Linked DNA regions of Gossypium arboreum: region 1 is linked to region 2. Evidence: chromatin contacts called from public Hi-C data. All regions are on one chromosome and are shown on one strand. Each heading gives the region's core, a stretch centred on a gene start, on an enhancer-like site or on the middle of the called end of the contact. The rest is flanking DNA. Distances are from core to core; before and after follow the strand shown. Region 1 holds the start of LOC108472670 (transcription factor MYBS1). Region 2 holds the start of LOC108457313 (DNA mismatch repair protein MSH2).

Region 1 (6,884 bases), core at 429-2,928, 420 kb after region 2:
CCAGCTTCATCCAGAACGGAACCATCTGTACTCAAAAGGACATAGTCATTAGTTAAAAAAGAAGGCAGAAACTTACCTTGTGGGTCGTTTGTCTTGCCCCATTTAGTAGAAACGTATTGTTTTGCCCAACTATATGACTCCTTGATAATTTCACTACCGCTCCATGAAGTATCTTGAAAAATGAAAATAGTGGTTTTTCCACAAGCGCTAAGCAATGATCCCAAACAGACAATGCTAGTCAACATCTCCCAAACGCTAATCTTGCTGATTTTGCAAATTTAGAATAAGCCACTCAAATAGTATAGATCTCAAAATGCATTTAAAATTCATCTTGTAAAATTAATTATACTTATGAAATTAAAAAGTTATGACAAGTATACGTATTTTTAATTTAAGTGTAAAAATTAGACTTATTAAAATTGAAGTCTTCGATAATTGAAACTGATGTAATTTAAAGATATAAAATATTAATGTTTATTAAAAATATATTAATATAATGGAAATTGATTTATTTTGTTAAAAAATAAATATTATTAATTCAAATAAGTTGTTCGTTAATTTCATATAATTGAGAAATCTTACATTACTTTACGAAGAGATGACATTAAAATTACTTCTATATTACCAAATTTTTGTATTATGAAAATTTAGCACAGTTAGAAAATATAAAATTACCAAATTAAAATAAGTTTAAAATTTCAAATAAAAAATATAATTTTGAAATTTTTATTACTGCAAAAGGTATAAAATTTCTATAAACAGTCCAAATAACAAGGAAAGAAGGCATAATAGTATAGGTTTAAATTTAAAATTTAGTTTTTATATTTTTGTTTTTATTTTTAAAATTTAAAGTTTAAATTTAATTGTTAATGTTGTTAAATTTTTTAAAAAATTTTGGCTCACTATAACACTAATTTTTAGTTGTATCGTTACCGAGTGAGTACTTTTTATTATTTTAATATCACATTATCAAATTTAACAAAAAAATTAACATTATTAATATTAAACTTGAGTTTAAATTTTTTAAAATAAATAAATTAAATTCTTGAAAATAAAATTATAAAACTAAAATTTAAATTTATGAAAAGTATGTAACTTTAAAACATATTTTAATTTAATTATGAGAAGAATGTACAAAATGCGCGCGTGGTGGTAATCTTCTAGAAAGATTCTCTGGGACCTCATCTCCCTTGATTTTGCTCCCTCTATGATTAGAGTAAAAAGGAGAGGCTATTTTGCATCTCAGTCCCTATACATTTTGAAAAATTAAATTTAACTATTCTACTTTTAATCTCTTGAATAGTCTGATTTAAAATTTTAATATAAAATTGATTGATAAACCTTTTGTTAACTTTTATTAAATTTGAATGTGCCTTTAATTTCTTTAAATCAATCATTGAATATTGAAATATCGTATATTCGAATATAGCGTAAATTTATTAATTAGATTTAAATTAAAAAAAACATAGACTAAATTTCTTGAAAAATAGAGATTAAAAAATATGTATAACTACAAATGCATTAAAAGGAAGCATTTTATGAATTCTTTTTAAATTTTATATAATTTTTCTTACCTTCTAATTAGGAACATGAAAATTTAATTTTTTTTATAGCTACAAGTATCATAATTCACTTTATTGTTTGAGACTAATTCTATTTGAGTAGTAGCATTTAGGAGAAATCTTTCCAACAGTGATAATTTCAGAATTTGAACTCAGTCCAGATACTTGAAAACAAGTCGACTCTACTCCTTTCAATAGACTATCAGTGAAGATGACAATTTATGAATTGCTTTCAAAGTGGTCCATATTAATTTCATTTTATGTTTTAGATTTTATATTTTAATTTCCCCCTAATTTATTTTATACTTCTATCCCTTATCCTACACTCTCATTTCCCATTATTTTATTTTTATTTTTCGACCCTTTCCAAATGCAACTAAGCTGTTGAACATAAGAGAACATTGAGCTTAGAAATTGAGTGACCTCTTTTGTAGGGTATTATTGGTAGTATGGCAGGAAGTGTTAGTTGGAGCAGGGAAGAAGAGAAGGCATTTGAAAACGCAATAGCAATGCATTGGATAGAGAAAGAGGAATGTGAAGAGCAATGGGAAAAGATTGCTTCAACGGTTCCTACTAAAAGTCTTGAGGAATTGAAGCTTCACTATGAATTATTAGTGGAGGATGTTACTGCAATAGAGGCTGGTCATGTCCCACTTCCTCGTTATAAAGGAGAAGAACCTTCCTCTTCTGCTAAGGATCATTTTCATGGACCTTCCATGGCTCCTAATTCTGATAGGAGATCCAATGCCGGTTACGGAAATGGGTTTTCGGGGTTAACCCTTGATTCTACCGGACATGGAGGGAAACAGAGTTCGAGGTCCGACCAAGAAAGAAGGAAAGGAATCCCATGGACTGAAGAAGAGCATAGGTATTCCCCTCTACTACTTCTTGTCTGTTTTTCTTTTTTTTTCTTAAATACTGACTTAAGTATTGGAACGTGACTCGAATTAAGACTTGAGTGCCCTAGGATTTGGGGTCTTATAGAAAATAAAGATATATGTAATGTGACAAGCAACATTACATGTGTTATTCAGGTTATTTCTACTTGGTTTAGACAAGTTTGGGAAAGGAGATTGGAGAAGCATTTCAAGGAACTTTGTGATATCGAGAACTCCGACGCAGGTGGCTAGCCATGCACAAAAGTATTTTATACGCTTAAATTCGATGAATAGAGACCGGCGGCGGTCCAGCATCCACGACATCACGAGTGTTAACAATGGGGATACATCTCATCAAGCGCCTATCACCGGCCAACAGGCTAACACAAATTCACCCGGTGCAGCGGTCATAGGGCAATCAGTGAAGCACAGGGCTCATCCGCATTTGCCGGGTTTAGGCATGTACGGAGCGCCTGTTGGGCGGCCGATTGCTGCTGCTCCAGGGCATATTGGATCTGCTGTAGGAACTCCTGTTATGCTTCCTCCTGCTCACCATCCTCATTCCCCTCCTCCTTACATTGTCCCTGTTGCTTACCCCATGGCACCACCTCCTATGCACCAATAAGTTCAAAATTCAATTAATGATTTAAAGGTAACCTAACAAGTTGTGTTTTTGTGAACATGAAAAATATGCAGAAGGAATAAAGCAGATGAGAGAACTCTTCGTTTTTTGCTGTAGTTATCCATTTTTCTGACTGCAAAAAAGGCACCTGTTATTTGACTACAAAGTCCCCTTCCCAGATGAGTCTTTTCACTAAGCGAAGCAATGAAACTGGCTTTAAAAAAATAGCCAGATGGGTTATTTTGGGCAAATAAGTGTTGTGTATGGCTTCCTCTCATGATAAAATGTAAAAACAGTCTTATTTAAAGGCTTGTATTATTCCTACGGGTTCAGTAAAGCGCTTTCAATGCTTTTGTTCTCCATAGTGACTGCAACTTTGGGAAGCTTGAACTTAGAGTAGCCCAATAGTAGTACTTCATTCGAATCTTCAAACAACAAAGTTATCGGCTTCACAACAATTCGAGGCCCATATGAACACCGCCGCCGCCATATAAAAGGTCTAGGAAGGCTTTTAGGCCCTTGGGCAAATGAAGACATAAAGCCTCTAATTTCACTCCCTTTTAATTTAGTCCCTAAACTATTATTTCTCAATTTCCTCTTTCTTTCCAATCAACCCTTAGCGTAATTTAATATGCAATACCACAAACAAATTAGCATGATAAGAGAAAAATAGCAAATGAAGGTACAATTAATATAATTAAAATGTATAGACAACATGAGAAAATCAAAATCAAATTTAAATTTAACACATCACTAAGCACATGGTTGAATAATCAAATCAAATGATTGATATTTTTTCAAATAGTTCCTGACTCGTACAATTATTAAAAATTTAAATTATTAACTTAATTGATATAAATGTTATTTCAATATAAGAGGATGTGAATTCGAAAATAAGATCGTGAAAAAAAAAAAAAACTAAAAAAGGACTATTAATATATAAAAGAAAATATTTATGAATACCAAAGACAAAAACTAGTGGCCCATGGATACATTTCTACCTTTGAATTTGACCCAGAACTCATGGGTAGCTTCAGATTTTTTTAGACCCAGAACTCATGGGTAGCTTCAGATTTTTTTATTTCCTTTTTGCAGTCACAGCCCTTCCGCTTAATTCAAACATTTTCTCTTCTTTATTCCAAAACCCACCTGGTCCTTGTAATGTTTTGCCGATTGCCGCCGCCACCCTGATATCCATCATTATTCACTCGATAATTGATGGAGACTATGATAAAGAAATATCAGCAGAAATTCAAGAAAGCAAAAGATGAAATGAGTAAATGGGACGACCTTCAATCTCGCTTAATTTCCCACTTTCGAAATGCTTCTTCCATTATTTCCAGATTACAGGTCTGTTATCCCCTTTGTTTCTCTCTTCCAAATTTTGTTTATTTATTTTAATTCCTTCAAAAAACAGTTTTTTTGTTTTGGTGATCAGATTATTCAAAACTCTAAAAACTATGCCAGTTTAAATTGTGTTGGAGGAATGGAAGCTGCAGTGATGCAAAAGCAGATGGATTCTTTGCAAACCATTTTACTTTCCATGAAAAATACAATGTAAGTGTTTAAGTCTCTGTTTCTATTTGCTTTTTGAGAATATAAATGACACTATGATTAATTCATTGAATGATTGATTGAAGCTGGCAAACAAACAAGGCTAAATCTTAGGTTTGAACTTTAGTTTTAAAAAGATTTTCAGGGAGGACTTTCGCGGTGTTGTTCTTTCCCTTGAGAAGGTTCAACATGATGGTAAACAGCTAGCAAAAGGTAGCTTTAATCAGATGAACAAGAAACAACTGCAACATAGAATTGGCGTAAAACCGACTCTTACAAATTGCATAGATGGGCTTGTACTTCTCCATGAAATCTATCACGACGAGTAATTAACTGTTTCCTCTTTCAAAAATTTCCCGAGAATGTATTCTTTTCAATATGCTGCAAGTAGGAATGTGTTTGGACCTATTTATGTTTCCCTAGATTTTTCATGATTGCACTTTTCACTGTCTGTGGTTTGAACAACTTGCTTTGATTGGCTTTTGGTCAAACTCTGAGGTAGCAAGATTCTAAATGACTGATTGTTTTGTATTTGCTAGGTACCTTCTTAAATCATCATTGGTTTCTGCACTTTCAGCTCTTGCCTTGAAACCCAAGTAAGGAGAACTCATTATTTTGCTTTTGCAATTAAAAAATGTCAATAAAACTGACCTATTGTTGTATTTTATTTTATTTTTTTCTTGCTAAAGGCTCCATATGGGTTCAACTGCAGCCCTGTAAGGTGCAAGGGCACCTTGCCAAAGCATTTGGGTGATAAGGTGGGTATGGTGAACTCATTCCCACTGTGTTGCACCCCTCATCAATGATTGGACACCCTTAATGAGTCCAATAGAATATGGTGGTCGCAAAACATGATTGTTTTTTAGATTGAAGAAGTATGATAAGTAAAATTTACGTTCATCTAAACTTAGTTTCTATAGCCTATGTCTTTAGCTTGCCTACTTTTTGTCATGTAATACATGGAATAATACCCATGTAAGCCCTCGAACATCACCTTGAACTTGAAAATAAGCTCCCTATCTTTATTTCATGGAACTAGGGTAATAAGTTTTTATTTTTTTTTGTAAATTTGTAATGAGAACCTTGACATTATAAAATATAATATTTTCTTGAAAACCTTCTTTTGTTGACTCATGTAATCTCTAAAAATTGCTAACATGAATTTATTTGGATGAACTAGATGACAATTACTTGAGAGAATCCTATTTTAAATAGTGTTGGCAATTGGACTTTATTTGCCCATTTTCAGTTTTAATGAGTAGGATTACAATGAAATGAATGTTCATAATCTTAATCCACGCAATGACATATGGAGATGTTATTTTTTGATGTTATCCTAATAATTGTGCTTAGTTATACTTTTTCCACGTGAAAATATGATTTTTTGTTAACTTGCTTCCTGGTTTGTTAAATTTATTTAAACTTGATTAAAAAAAAAAGGGAATTTCTTTTACTACATTCTATAATTCATGGATTTGTAATGGTTATGGATCTTTCTTGATGTTGCAGTTCTGGTGATCTGGGTGCCCTTCACCAACTTTTGGCTGATCAACCCAATATATTAAACGAGGAAGGTACATTTTGGACAACGCATAACTTATTTTTTATGTTTTTAGCTTTACTTACCTTTCTGATCAATGCAATATACTAAAAAGGAAGGTAATATTCTGGAAAAGTTAGTCATGCTTACCTTTAGCTATCCTGATTTTCTGTAACAATCAATTTCTTATAATCATAATTATGGAAAGACACTAATAGATGGAGACTGTTGTTCTTACCTATATGATATCCTGGGTTATCGAGTTAACTTCCTATAAATTCATGTCTAGAATAAAATCATTATCAGGTATCTAACCTTGTCAAGTAAGCATTTCCATAATTCCACCTTTGATTTGTACACTTTAAAAAGAATGAACCCGCAAGGATTTGGACTGCTTAACAAGAATCTCTGATCCTGCTGAAACAGCTGCACATTAATAGCAATCTTTAGTCCTTTGATAGATACTGAAGATACTGAATATTAATATTAGTTATAGTCAAATTAGAAGTTATCTCAATCCTCTTGCGTTATTGAATGGAACAAATTTCTATTTAGCCTTCTTTGGAACTTTATACCAAATGCCGCTATACTAGCTTCAACTAATCAAATAATATAACCACAAATTTTAGCTTTATACTGGCAGTTATTGTGATTTGTTTGCTATATGGAAGTTTGACTTCTATCTTTTCCTTTTTAGAATTCTTTTGCACCATGGTGATATAAATTAT
Region 2 (6,159 bases), core at 1,075-3,574:
TTTGAGGTTGTTTGTTAGAAATCAGTTTATAAGAACACAAAGAAAACCTAAAACGCCCAAATGTGGTACCAAATGATAAGAAATTAAATGGAGGAAGCGAAAAAGGCGGAAGGAAGATCGTATTCAAGTTGATCGACTCAAAAAAAAAAAGATTTGGATCTGACCTAAAAAGAAAACACCAAATAAATTTAGGAAAACAACGAAAACAAAAATAACTAAAATAAGAAATTTAAGAAAAAATAATAAATAAATAAATAAATCAACGAAAATTAAAAAAAAAGAGAATATGAAATTAGTAAATCGATGGATATGATGGATAGATGGATAAGTGTTCAACTGAACCCTTTGAGATATAAATCCCAACAAACTCAATTAATGACTCCAATCAACCCTCCAAGAAATAATTCTTAGCAAATTGAAGGATGAAGAATGAATTCTCATGACTCCTTGAAGAAAATCGAGAAGAAAACTACTTTTAAAAAAATCACAATAAAGAAATCTTACACAAAGAAACTAACTCCCAGAGTTGAAAATTAATGAACAATGAAGAAGCTTTTATATAGGCTAACTAAGTACATCCAAATAAAACTCTAAAGTATACTAAAACTCTAATTAATCTAAATAAGAAGTGATTTTAAACTAAACTTTCTTATTTGGCTAAGAAACAAAAACTTCTAAACAACTTAAAATACTTAAACAATATTCAAAATTCGGAATAAATAAATAATAAAATAATAAAACCTAATAAATTCAATATTGAGATCATATATAATAAAAATTAAGCCTAAAATTCGAACACAATATGGTTTAAACTCGAACTAAAAGCCCAAAAGTAGTAATTTTCATCATAATCTCATTTAGAAATTTTGCTCGCGTAGTCTTCACTAAAACAGTCATAACTTAAGCTCCTGAACTTGAAATCGAGTGATTCAAAGTTTGTTTCAAAGCTAAAAGATAGATCTTAAAACTCTATGCAGATATCTAAGCCCATAAATGCCTAGATACCATCCAAAAATGCATCACAAATTGACTAATCTTTTCAGCTTGAAAATTGACAGCTTGATTGAATTTACTTCAATAAATTTCACTCATTCCGTGCATGTATCATTCCTTGTTTTCTCGAAAAGATTCATCCTCGCATTTTGTCTTTGATCGAATCTTGGTTTGATTTGCTTGACCTTTGACCTTATTGTTGGGCTTTGAGGTAGTGTAAGTCCATCACATCCATGAGTCTGAAATTGAGCCTTAAGACTTTCATCATATAATCAATATTATCATTTGCACATGTTAAATTATTTGAATTTACTTATTAACTAACTTCTTACTATATTCAAATTCAACAAATCTACATTGCTTTTAGGATTATAATTAATTTATACACTAAACTCATGCATCACAGGTAAGAAGACTAATATTATATATTATAAGGTTTATCTAAAATAGAAATAAACAAACATGTTCACATTATAGTTTTTTAACAAATGGACACTCCCTCGTTTAAGGCACTTATTTTCAATTTGGATAAATTTCTTTTTACATATTGTCTTTTAAATTAGGGCTTGTTTGATAGAACATTGAAAATAATAAGTAGACAAGAATTACTTATCACTTAATGGAGGATATTTTCAACCAATTCAATTTTATTTTATTTTATTTATTTTATTATTATATTATCCAATAAAATTTTATGTTTAAAATTTGATTTTATTTAAAATAAAGTGAAATATTTAAAATTAAGGATAATATGTAGAATATTTTTAATTTAAAATTTATGTTTATCAAACAATTTTATAACTTAAATTTAGTACTTAAATTTTTCAAAATTTATTTTCTGCATTTAATTTTTAATTTATCAAATAGTAACTTACATTAAATTAATTTAAACATTACTTAATTATTGAACGTATATTACAATTCATAGGACTCTTTTTTAAATTAATGTTTTATAATAAAATTCTTTTATTACTAGTCATTATTTATTTTTCATGAATTAATTTATCTGTTAGTACAAAATTTTATAATAAAATATTGAAATATCTATTTTTATTAATTATTTTAATATAATATTTCAAATCTAAATTTTTCAATTTATTTTAACAATTAATATCTTTATTTATTATAATATTTTAATATTATATTTCGAGACTTCAAAATAAAACAATAAATATATAGTTAATATATTATTAATATGTATTATCAATTTTAAATTTTTAAAACCAATTAAATTGACAAGCACAAATGATATTATTATGATACGGACATACAAAGTAGTATTAAACCTAAAAGAAAATATGAAGTAGAATTGAGATACTTACAAATTTGTGGCTTTGTGCATAGTGGATGAAATGAAAGAAAGGCCCAATTCTGGTTATAAATTGAGTCTCCAAGTTATCATCTGTGTTCAGGACTTGGCCCAAGCTTAGGTCAGGTTGATCCAACTTCAACACAACCAAGAAATATGGAGTACTTCGGAGACCCCTTCTCAAAACCCCGCCAATTCCTTTCCCGCCATCAGAAAAAGGCCCTTTATTTTAGGTTTTGTGTTTTTGTTTTTCTACAGAATAAGAATAGGTTTTTGGTTTGTGTTCTCTGAAGCTGAAAAGTAGCCATTTTCTTTCTCTTTTTTTCCCCCGTTTTTGGGCTTTTTGGTGAGTTGTCTCGAAAATGGATGAAAATTTTGATGAACAAAACAAGCTTCCAGAGCTCAAACTAGGTACCCACTCACTCCTTTTTCTGTTAGAAACTTATTTTTATGCTTTTAATTTTCTTTTGATAATTTTTTTCCAGGAATTTATGGTTGATAATACTTTTCTCCTTTTTTGGTTTTGTTTTTTTTGGGTTACTGTTAACAGACGCTAAGCAGGCTCAAGGGTTTCTCTCATTTTTCAAAACTCTACCGAATGTAAGCCCCCTTTCTTTTTCTATCTATTGGGATTTATATTACTAATTATGGTTTTTTTTTCCTTTAATGTTTATTTACTTATATAATGAAACCGAACAGGAACAGGTAAAATGGGGGAGAAAATGCCATATCAATACTTAATATGGTTTGAAAAAAAATGATTTAATTTGAACTATATTTCGTTTCCCTGATCATTTGGTCTCTTCCTTTACAGGATCCAAGGGCTGTTCGGTTTTTTGATCGCCGGGTTAGTTCAGGCTTATAGTCTTTACCACTGTGGGTTGTAAAATTTTATTTTGTCTTTACTTCAATTATGATTATTGGTTAAATAATTTGCTTTGAGAACTGGGTGTTTTTTTTTCACCTATAATTAAGAAATGCCAGTTGGGTTGTCTTTGAAATTAAATATTTTTATTTCTTAATATATAAAAAAGGAAATGGAAATATGGTCTGCATATAACTGTTCTTCAGGAAATTGCTATATACATATACGTGTGTTATCTGAAGTTCAGGGGAAAATGGTTAAATTTTTTAAAGGATCAGACGGTTTTGGAAATATTTTTCTAATCCATTTATTCATGCTAAAGTATATTGCCATTTTTGCAATGCCCTATCCCTAATTACCCATTTTCTTATATGTACTTTTCCCTTTCTACTTGTCAACCATTTCAACCTTCATCTCTGTCAGAATTTGTAAATGTGCAATGCTGCCTGTAAAAATACACAAGCGGACATGAAGACATTCTTATATTACACACATATATATAAATGCATATGTATATATTAGGTGTCTAAAACTTGTACAAACTGATTTTGTTCTATAATGCTAGTTTTATTATCCTTTTCATTGTAAGCACCACATTTCCAAACTATTGTTTTCTGAATATACAGGATTATTATACTGCTCATGGTGAAAATGCAACCTTTATCACTAAAACATATTATCGTACTACTACTGCTCTCCGGAAACTCGGTAGTGGCTCGAATGGTCTTTCAAGTGTAAGTGTTAATAAAAACATGTTTGAAACAATCACCCGTGATCTTCTCCTGGAGAGAACAGACCACACTCTGGAGCTCTATGGAGGTAGTGGCTCCAATTGGAGGTTGGTGAAAAGTGCCAGTCCTGGGAATCTGAGCAGTTTTGAAGATGTTCTCTTTGCCAACAATGAGATGCAGGATACACCTGTTGTTGTCGCACTGCTTCCTAACTTCCGTGAAAATGGTTGCACTGTTGGATTTAGTTATGTTGATTTAACAAAGAGAATACTTGGTTTGGCTGAGTTTCTTGATGATAGTCACTTTACTAATGTGGAGTCAGCTTTAGTTGCTCTTGGTTGTAAGGAGTGCCTTTTGCCCTTGGAGAGTGGAAAATCCAGTGAATGTAGAACTCTGAGTGATGCTTTGACCAGATGTGGTGTTATGGTAACTGAGAGAAAGAAAACTGAATTTAAAGCAAGGGATCTGGTGCAGGATCTTGGTAGGCTAGTCAAAGGCTCCATTGAACCAGTTCGAGACTTGGTTTCTGGGTTTGAATTTGCACCAGCTGCTTTAGGAGCCTTACTTTCTTATGCAGAATTACTAGCAGATGAAGGAAATTATGGAAACTATAGCATTTGTAGATACAATCTGGGAAGCTACATGAGGTTAGATTCTGCTGCAATGAGGGCATTGAATGTCCTGGAAAGCAAAACTGATGCAAACAAAAATTTTAGTTTGTTTGGTCTTATGAATAGAACCTGTACTGCTGGGATGGGTAAGCGGTTGCTTCATATGTGGCTAAAACAGCCTTTGTTAGATGTAAGTGAGATAAATTCAAGGCTAGATTTGGTACAGGCTTTTGTGGAGGATACTGAGCTTCGCCAAGATTTGAGACAGCATCTAAGAAGAATTTCAGATATTGAACGACTTATGCGCAATATTCAAAGGACAAGAGCTGGTTTGCAGCATATTGTAAAACTTTATCAGGTAAGTTAAAATCCTAATATTTCACTGTACTAGGTGTCTGCATATCCATTGTACAGCTACTGCAGAGGAATTGGCACCTCAGCTAGGGAGTCATCTTTCATGCTCCAAAAAATGCATTTTTGTTGCCAGTGTTCTCCATCACCTTCTTTTTTGTTTTGACTCTTATTTCTTTGGATAAAAAAGATTTGATCAGGACCAAAGTTACTAGTATCTTGCTGATTCATCTTTTCATAAATAATGTTTAGCATTTCGACTAACTACTTGCTTAAGGGTTGTGCTTTAATTTAACTCTTTTGTGCTCTTTGGCCAGTAATTTTAGAATTTTGTCGTTCAGTACTTTAGGGAGCATATATTGTTTCTTTCATTCTTACTTGAATGTGTATAGGGTCATAAACTAGAGTTATACCACTCTTTATTTTCTTTTTTATCTTTTATTGAAATTCTCTGAATTTGTCTTGTGTCATGTTCTGGGTGCAGTCAAGTATAAGAGTTCCCCACATTAAAAGTGCCCTGGAAAAATATGATGGACAGTTTTCTTCTTTGATCAAGGAAAGATATTTGGATCCTTTTGAGCTCTTGACTGATGATGATCATTTGAACAAGTTTATTGCTCTTGTTGAGACTTCTGTCGACCTAGATCAACTTGAAAATGGGGAATACATGATTTCACCTAGTTATGATGATGCACTAGCTACACTAAAAAGTGAGCAGGAGTCACTAGAGCGCCAAATACACAATTTACATAAACAAACTGCTTTTGATCTTGATCTGCCGGTAGACAAGGCATTAAAGTTAGATAAGGGCACACAGTTTGGACATGTTTTCAGAATTACAAAGAAAGAAGAGCCCAAAGTAAGGAAAAAGCTCTCCACCCAATTTATTGTCCTTGAAACCCGAAAGGATGGAGTGAAATTCACCAACACAAAGCTTAAAAAGTTGGGGGACCAGTACCAAAAGGTACTTGAGGAGTATAAGAATTGTCAAAAAGAGCTAGTAAATCGAGTGGTTCAAACTACTGCAACTTTCTCTGAGGTACATGTGCTATCTATCTTTTGCTTCTTTCACTTTGTAGAATGTTGACACTCACTAAGCTATGTTTCTTGCTGCAGGTATTTGAGCACTTAGCTGGGTTTCTCTCTGAATTGGATGTCCTACTTAGTTTTGCAGATTTAGCTTCAAGTTGCCCTACCCCATACACAAGACCCAGAATTACTCCACCAGTAAATATTTACATTTGTTTCTTTTTTTCTCAGTTCTGAGATTGTTGTTTTTTATTTCATGTTTCAAAAGGT

What was found. Hi-C and Micro-C count contacts between places; a contact is called where the count stands out from the background.
Region 1: a Hi-C map of leaf shows a contact between it and region 2, with 6 times the contacts expected there. The contact joins the promoter of LOC108472670 here to the promoter of LOC108457313 in region 2. A contact is called at or near these places in 2 of 5 Hi-C or Micro-C datasets (both in leaf).

The regions. Positions count from the first base shown.
Region 1 is chr9:45,380,432-45,387,315 of ASM2569848v2, forward strand. It overlaps LOC108472670 (transcription factor MYBS1), which reads left to right and starts at 1,679. Exons shown (of 2, transcript XM_017774223.2): 1 at 1,679-2,430; 2 at 2,597-3,422. The coding sequence starts at 2,012. The coding sequence ends at 3,065. LOC108471242 reads left to right here and starts at 4,030. Exons shown (of 7, transcript XR_008270933.1): 1 at 4,030-4,412; 2 at 4,480-4,619; 3 at 4,744-4,941; 4 at 5,156-5,212; 5 at 5,306-5,374; 6 at 6,126-6,190.
Region 2 is chr9:44,962,253-44,968,411 of ASM2569848v2, forward strand. LOC108457313 (DNA mismatch repair protein MSH2) reads left to right here and starts at 2,325. Exons shown (of 13, transcript XM_017756301.2): 1 at 2,325-2,713; 2 at 2,853-2,902; 3 at 3,117-3,149; 4 at 3,794-4,867; 5 at 5,345-5,899; 6 at 5,977-6,087. The coding sequence starts at 2,665.